Linked DNA regions of Mus musculus: region 1 is linked to region 2. The links are chromatin contacts, called in public promoter capture Hi-C maps. All regions are on one chromosome and are shown on one strand. Each heading gives the region's core, a stretch centred on a gene start, on an enhancer-like site or on the middle of the called end of the contact. The rest is flanking DNA. Distances are from core to core; before and after follow the strand shown.

Evidence for each region. Promoter capture Hi-C pulls out the DNA fragments that hold promoters and counts their contacts.
Region 1: a promoter capture Hi-C map of erythroid cells shows a contact between it and region 2, with 6 times the contacts expected there. The contact joins the promoter of Rpl10 here to the promoter of Dkc1 in region 2. A contact is called at or near these places in 2 of 39 promoter capture datasets (embryonic stem cells and erythroid cells), 5 of 115 datasets of contacts at active chromatin or transcription factors (astrocytes, embryonic stem cells and memory CD8 T cells) and 1 of 9 other capture datasets (embryonic stem cells).

What each region holds. Positions count from the first base shown.
Region 1 is chrX:74,269,136-74,273,100 of GRCm38.p6, forward strand. It overlaps Rpl10 (ribosomal protein L10), which reads left to right and starts at 1,681. Exons shown (of 7, transcript NM_052835.3): 1 at 1,681-1,739; 2 at 1,844-1,889; 3 at 2,525-2,583; 4 at 2,665-2,772; 5 at 3,044-3,182; 6 at 3,537-3,699; 7 at 3,780-3,965. The coding sequence starts at 1,867. The coding sequence ends at 3,932. Snora70 (small nucleolar RNA, H/ACA box 70) reads left to right here and starts at 3,357; the gene lies at 3,357-3,485.
Region 2 is chrX:75,093,311-75,097,554 of GRCm38.p6, forward strand. It overlaps Dkc1 (dyskeratosis congenita 1, dyskerin), which reads left to right and starts at 2,544. Exons shown (of 15, transcript NM_001030307.2): 1 at 2,544-2,817; 2 at 3,524-3,591; 3 at 3,973-4,059. The coding sequence starts at 2,802.

The DNA of each region.
Region 1 (3,965 bases), core at 431-2,930, 830 kb before region 2:
CTGGCTGTGGTGGCACAGGTCTTAGATCTGCACACATAGGTATGTGGATCTCTGTTTGCTGAAGGCCATCCTGATCTACATAAGTGAGTTTCAGGTCACCGGGGCTGACACACTCAGATCCTGTCTGAAGAAATAAATGTTTAATTGAAAAGGTGGTCAAAGCCGGGCGTGGTGGCACACACCTTTAATCCCAGCACTTGGGAGGCAGAGGCAGTCGGATTTCTGAGTTCCAGGCCAGCCTGGTCTACAGAGTTCCAGGACAGTCAAGACTACACAGAGAAACCCTTTCTCAACAAACAAACAAACAAAATGAAGAAAAATGTGGTACATTTGCAAAATGGAGAAACCCTGTCTTGAAAAACCAAAAAGAAAGATAAGAAAAGGTGGTCAAAATATATAGACTATTCTCATTTATCTCTCTCCAGCTAAAGAAACAGCCACCTCCACAACTGCACAAATACCAATCAGGTGGAGAGGACTGGCAGGACAGAACTGTTTTCAGAGGATAGATATCAATTTGTGAAGCCTCCAGGAACTGGATAAGTGTCACAGGGAAGCTATTTGGCAGAAGCAATCTAGTAGCTCTGGTTTGTGGCTGGGAATCTTAAATGTGCTGGAACAAGCTGGGCACATGTAACCAGGGAGCGGCACCATGGGATGTTGGGAGGGAAGGCCCTTGGTCCCTATACTTTTGTTCCTATCATGTCTCCCTAAGTGACACAAGAGGCACAAATTCATAGAGTCTGAGTGACTGATGATGCTCAGACACGTGCTCCTAGATCAGAACAGTGTTCCCGTTCTGGTGCCTCCCTAGATTGTAACCTTATATGGGAGAGTAGTTAGTGGTTAGCTGCCAATCCTTCTAGACACACCCAGATGTACATTTTGAATTCTTCATAGTGAAAAGAAGAGGTGTGCTACACCTAGTTTTTCTCTCGGAATCTGGGGCAAAGGAACTCCGACTCTCCTACTAGGGCGTGGCCCACAGCACCGCGACCCTCCTGGGGCTAGTAGGAAGTAATGATATCGCCATCGTCTTTGCCCAGTCTCCAGTCTCCCTAAGAACACGTCTTTTCCTGAGAATTAGAGTGGGGCGGGCCCAACTAGCGAGGAGGACAGTGAGCGCCTAACGGAGATTTTTTTCCTCTAAGGGAGATTTTAATTGGTCTCCTGAAAGCAATCAAGCACCTATCATGGTGCTCTTTGTTGGCTCTTAGACGTCAGCTTTGTGGGTGGGTCTCCAACCTCCCGGGTGACAAAGGAACTTCGGAGTCCCTACCATGGAACGTTCGCGCCATTTCCTGTAGCCTTGAGGAAGGCCTGAACCAGCACTCTAGAGCCCTGTAAGCAAAGGAACACCTCCGTGACGGTCCAGTTCCACTGAGAAAGACTCCCCTTTTCAAGTCTTAGAATATTGGCAATCATACGTAATAGCAAAACCTGTCAATGGCTCTCCGCCCAATATGGCCAGGCGGAAGCTGGTTTCTCTTGCCTATGTGTCGAAATCCCATTCGCCAGCATGCAGTTCCCTATTCCGGTATCCAGTCACCAATAAGCTCTGTGCTTCGTTCGGTCCCGCCTGGTACACATGCGCAGAGCAGCGCTGCATCTATGATCTTAGCGTCTGATAGAGCGTCGACACCACCCCCTGGCTGTAACTCTATGGTTGTTACAGTGGAAGATAGGCCGCCTATATAAGGCGTGAGCAGGCGTGGGAGCGTCTCTTTTCCTCTGGCGCGGTGAGTGAGTTCGGTCACGGTTTTTTACGATGGTCTCGTAATTTTTCTTTGGGATTTTTTTTACACTTATTCTGTGTCTGTATTCTTTGACTGTTTCATTACAGCCACCGACGATCCTATTGTCATCATGGGCCGCCGCCCCGCCCGGTGGTGAGTGCTGAACCCATGCAATCTTCCTACTGTGAAAACTGAGGGAAAAATGCATTTCTTTCGAAAGACTTTTTTTTTATGGGTGGACTCTCTGCCACTTAGAGACCCTGAAGTAAAGACTGACTTCGGGTTTTCTTTAATACTTTACTGGGACCTTTATTTTGAGGCTGTGGGTGGCGTTACCCAATACTAAAGCGCTTGGGTAGAACTAGCATGTCCGTGTGCATCCAATCCTCTGCGTCGCAAATGAGCCTTTTTACAACGCCTACCAGGCCTTCTTGGTCACTTTTGCGTCCGTCTTTTATTTCCGGCCTTGAGCTTTGTGGTTTTTAACAGGACACCAAGGGCTGACCAGTCCGTAGGCGCCGCCTAAACGCGTGTCCTGAAGAGGACGCCATATTCTCTTAACGTGGCTAAGGCGGGTCTTCTGTCACATGCTAGGAAAATTGTGATATCTCACCCAACTCTGGTTAGAGGGTGATGCTAGTGCATGATTCTTTTTCTGTTTTATAATTTGTGTAATTGTTTAACAACAAGTTGCCTTAGAATCAGTTACCCTGAATGGAAACTGGATTCAGAGCTGGTTTAGTCCTGTTGTCACCATTAATCACACCTGAGTTTCCTTCCTTCTATAGTTACCGGTATTGTAAGAACAAGCCATACCCAAAGTCTCGTTTCTGCCGTGGTGTCCCTGGTAAGTAGTGACAAACTTCGAACTGGATCGGTGTTTGTCTATTCCCCACTTCTCGAGAACTTTAAACCACGTGTTTTTCAGATGCTAAGATCCGAATCTTTGATTTGGGACGGAAGAAAGCAAAAGTTGATGAATTCCCACTTTGTGGCCATATGGTGTCAGATGAATATGAGCAACTCTCTTCTGAAGGTGAGACAGCTCCCATTTGTTAATTGGCTCTTTTTTTTTTTTTTTTTGGTTTTTCGAGACGGTTTCTCTGTAGCCTTGGCTGTCCTGGAACTCACTTTGTAGACCAGGCTGGCCTCAAACTCAGAAATCCACCTCCCAAGTGCTGGGATTAAAGGCATGGACCACCATGCCCGGTGTGTTAATTGGCATTTCTTGTGTACTTGTGGATTATATATTATAATTTATTCAATGTCCTGACACCCTGTTTCACTGCTGTTATTTCCCCATTCAGCACTGGAGGCTGCCCGTATTTGTGCCAACAAATACATGGTAAAGAGTTGTGGCAAGGATGGCTTTCATATCCGAGTGAGGCTCCACCCTTTCCATGTCATCCGTATCAACAAGATGTTGTCCTGTGCTGGGGCTGACAGGTAAGCTGGTGTTTTATTTGGTTTTGAGACAGGGTTTCTCTGTATCCCTGGCTGTCCGGGAACTTAATGTACACCAGGCATATCTGAGATCTGCCTGCCTCTGCCTCCCAAGTGATTAAAAACCACCACTGTCCAGCAGTATTTTTAGGGATTTCTTTGATTTTTTGTGCAGCTAATTAAGCCGACCAAGTCCCCTTTTCCCATGGGGACTTTGGTGTGCAATGGTTGCAAACAGCAGCCTCCTTGGTAGTGTATGTAGCCTATTATCTATATGGGCTGCCTCAAGGGACCTTGGAGACAATTTTCTGGCAGTTGGTAATCAGGCCTCTGATCACAATGTTGTCCCTGATCTAGGCTCCAGACAGGGATGCGTGGTGCCTTTGGGAAGCCCCAGGGCACAGTGGCCAGGGTTCACATTGGCCAGGTCATCATGTCCATCCGAACCAAGTTGCAGAACAAGGAACATGTGATTGAGGCTCTGCGAAGAGCCAAGTTCAAGTTCCCTGGCCGCCAGAAGGTAGGTAGTGGTATTTAAGTTCTTCTGTTTTCTTGCTCTGGTCCTCCTTGCTGAGTTTGTTATTTTCTATTTCCTTCTAGATCCACATCTCAAAGAAGTGGGGCTTCACCAAGTTTAATGCAGATGAATTTGAAGACATGGTTGCTGAGAAGCGGCTCATTCCTGATGGCTGTGGTGTCAAATATATCCCCAATCGTGGTCCTCTGGACAAGTGGAGAGCCCTGCATTCCTGAAGGCTTCAATAGTTCTCCTATACCCTACCAAAT
Region 2 (4,244 bases), core at 1,294-3,793:
AAAACAATGTACTAGCCAGTACAATATACTAACAAAACACATACTTTTTGTTTTAGTTTGTTTTGTTTTCTTTTTTTGTTTGTTTTTTGTTGTTGTTGTTTTTGGTTTTGGGTTTTTTTGTTTGTTTGGTTTTTGTTTTTTTTCGAGAAAGGGTTTCTCTGTATAGCCCTGGCTGTCCTGGAACTCACTTTGTAGACCAGGCTGGCCTTGAACTCAGAAATCCGCCTGCCTCTGCCTCCCGAGTGCTGGGATTAAAGGGGTGTGCCACCACGCCCCGCTCAAATCAGGATTTTTGTATGTAGTCCTGGCTGTCCTGGAACTAGCTCTATAGACCAGTCTGGCCTTGAACTCAAGCTCTGCCTGCCTTTTGGATTAAAGGCATTCATCACTAAACTAGGCTAAAACACTTTCTTAAATCAATGCTTATTGCTGGGCAGTGGTGACACATGCCTTTAATCCCATATATATGGGATTATATATATATATGTATATATATATATATATATATATATAGTAGAATTTTATTCAGCCTTAAGGAAGGATGAAATGGAATTGAGCCATTAGCAGGAAAATTGATGAAACTAGAGAGCATCAGGTGTTAAGATACTTTTCTTGGCACACAGATAGGATGAGGGTCCATGACTAGCAACAAAAGTGTTAAATTTCCAAGATGGCTTGTTTTCTTCCTCACACTCCTGATTTGAGACAAAGGCCTAGCAGTATAAAACAAAAGCCCTGTAAGCCTTTGTCTTCCACCTGTGAGACCCTGCTGGTGAACTAGCTCAACAAATTCAAGGCTGGTTCAGGGCTTGCTACAAAACAGTAGGCTAATCAACCACTCTATCTTTCTTCAAACTGACCAACCCTAAATTAGGAGAGGGAAACTTCAGAGACTTAAATCCCTAATCTTTGAGAAGAGACTGGATTTTTTGTTTTCCTGTGCAGAGACACACATTTACAAACTCTTAAGATTGTTTTCAAACACATTTTTTTTTCTCCTGCAGCTTCTAGGTTTTTAAATTGTGTCCTGGGGCAAAGCAGAGGTTAACTCTTGGCTTAAGAAAATCTGTCTGAGGGGAATGAACTTTTCTTTCTTTGCTCTCATCCATCACTCACTCACTCACTCACTCACTCACTCACTCACACTTCACTGTTGAACCTTATCATCAACCCTTAAAAAGTATTTTAAGCATAAACAGGACCTAAGTTTAATGATACTTTCAGGCTGCTTATTAAGACAATCTAGGGAAAGTAGAAAAAGTTGGGACTTCAGGAAGCTACTGGAGAAATAGAGACATTATAATGATGGTTAGAGAAGTAAGAGTGAAGAAAAATCCACGGGTTCTGGAACTCTCCGAAAGCAAAATCTCTCCAAAAAGATTTGAGCATAGAGATACAGGACAAAGATGAAGGCACTGGACAAATGGCAAATGAGTACTTCAGATTTACTCACCCTATTAATTATCACTGGAGCATTATAAAATAACATTTAATTCTAAGGGTCTTATCTGTTAATAGTCAATTCTGATCATTACCACTATTAGCAAAATGAATTCCATAAAGACATAAAAACCCATTGTAAGTCATAGTAAAAAAGAAAAAAAAAACAGAAAAAAAAACTGAAAAAATCTGATTTTAGCATTGTAGATCAGAAGAAAAAGAATACTATTTTTTTTTTTTTTGTCAGCAACAACTAACTGGAAAACTATTGGCAAATGATTCCATCTACAATGAAGATAACTAATGATCTATCAAATTCACTAGATATGGGTTATGAATCCAGAAAGCCAAAAGAATCTACAGAGGTAGAATAGGAAACAGGGTGAAGGAGGATATTCCAGAGATCTTATCTCAAAGGCAGTAGCTCGGATTAACAGCCAGAAGACTCTACCCGACAAAAGTCAGGGCTCAATCCTAGAGCTGTTACTTTCTGGCTGTTACATTATCTCAGCCACTAGAGCTCTGCACTTGATGTCCAGGCTGTGGAATTCGAACTTAAGTGTACAGGTTAAGTGTGAAACACACTGGAAAAAAACTTCATACAGAAAAAAGCAAAACATTACACACTGCTGCATATTGCTTCCGTATTAAAATAACATGCCAGATCCGCAGGGTTATGTAAAATTAACTACCAGAATCACTTTCAACCTTTTTAGTTTGATGTAGCTGCTAGAAAATTTAAAAGTTTACACGAGGCTTGCACTCAATTCCTATTGGCCAATACAGCCATAACTTAATAGGAATTTCAAGGAGTAAACAGCTTTCACTTTGACACTGTGTACCTCAATGTCTTTTTCAATTGAAACTGACATGATAGCAAGCAAAAAAATGTCTGTTTGAGTTAAAACCAGCTATTTATAGCGCGCTAAGAAGGATGTCCAAGTGCTGAAGCTGAAGCTAGACTGGAGGAGGGTACAGTACAGCCCACCCGCTGTAGTCTGTTACTGCAGAAGCCTGGCCAAGGTTCCAAGGCGCTCTGCCAAGGGTTGGCAGTGTGGGGTTGGGGTGGGGAGGAGTGAGGGGGAGCTTCCAGGCGCATGTGCGGTCACACCTCCGTGGCCGAATCAGCCAATGGGATTGAGTAGACAGTCCGCGGGTTCGTAGAGATTCCTGCCCCCGTACCCCGTCCTGTCCTCCTCCTCCTCCTCCTCTTCTCTACGTCCCTTTTTTATATCAGCAAGCTAGGGGCGGTGCAACGGTGGGCGGGTCCTAATGACGTGCCCGGACGGGTCTCACACCATAGGAGTCTACAGTTCTTAGTTTGTGGCGGCTTGGGCGGGACGCACGCGGTGCAGTTCAAGATGGCGGATGCAGAAGGTAAGAGGTTCTGGTGGCAGTGCCATGAGACCTGTGGGGCCTCCTACACGACCCGGAGCTAGTTATAGTGAGATTGCATCGTGACCCGCGGTTCCCCGTGTTCCCGCTCGCAGTTTGGCTGTCTCACCACTCGGCTCTGGCTCTACCTGTGAATGCACGCATTCGTGACCAGTGACTAGGCTTCATTAGATCCTGGCTTCGTGCAAAAGATTCTACCAGGGTCCCCTCCCAAAGGCATCAGCCGTGGAGGCGACTGTGTCGTGATAAGGAGACGCGGTAGCATTTCTGCTGGCACTAGGCAGGACATTATGGAAATGAGGGTAGCAAAGGTGCAGAGCAAGGGTTAGGAAGGAAAGGAACAGAGGAGTTGGAAGCAAGTGTAACTCAGACCTACAAGAAAAACTTTAAGAGATCACAAGCCCCTATGGACAGTGCAGTGTTCGTTTGTGAAACTTTCCAGCCTGTGGACAAGTGCTTCCCTAAGTAATATTTGGCCTTGCCACAGCCACGTGGAGAACCCGAAGGGAAGCCAACACGTGCTAGAGTCATTTACCAGCCAAGCCATCCTAGTGTTTGGCCTCACAAACGTAAGTTCTCTCCAGTAATGTCAGACTTTAAAATGTTTTCTTTGTCCCGATTTTAGAGTTAATTTTAAACTTTGGTTTTAGTTTTCAAAATCTTCAAATATTGAGTTTGTTTCTTGTAGTAATTACATTCCCAAAGAAGCATAAGAAGAAAAAAGACCGGAAGCCATTACAAGAAGATGATGTTGCCGTGAGTAGAAATTTACTTTGCTTCGACTGATTGAGATAATTTAGTAAACAGCACATTAAAGGGGGAAAGTGCTTTTAAATATTCTCAATCAATATGCTAGTACTTAGTGGTCATTATGTAGAACGGGCAAAAACCTGAAATCATACAACTCCCAGAGAAATTTTCTAACATGCATGGCATGCTAAATGGTGAGCTATTGACCCTGAATTTCTCTGCCTTACTCCATCAGCAGACCCATGGTTTTGTTAAAATATTTGGATTCAACTTGATCTTCCTAAAGTTGAGTGACCTGGGTTTCAGAAATCACACCCCTCCTTTCCTCTTGTTTAAAAGGCATGCACTTCCAAAATTAAGCTGAGAAATGTTTCTGCTCTATTGAAGGAAATACAACATGCTGAAGAATTTCTTATCAAACCAGAATCTAAAGTGGCTCAATTAGACACTTCTCAGTGGCCCTTGTTACTAAAGGTATGTTTTCTGTGTATCAGATGGATGCTTGAATTCCATATTATTTCTAGTTAATGCTTACTGCTGGGGTGTTGTGTTGCATGCTCTTTATTCCAGTGGGCCAGGCAAGCCTAGTTTACATAAAGAGACCCTGTCTCAAAAAAGGAATGCTCACTGCCAGCATAGTTTACATTTAGAAAACTTTA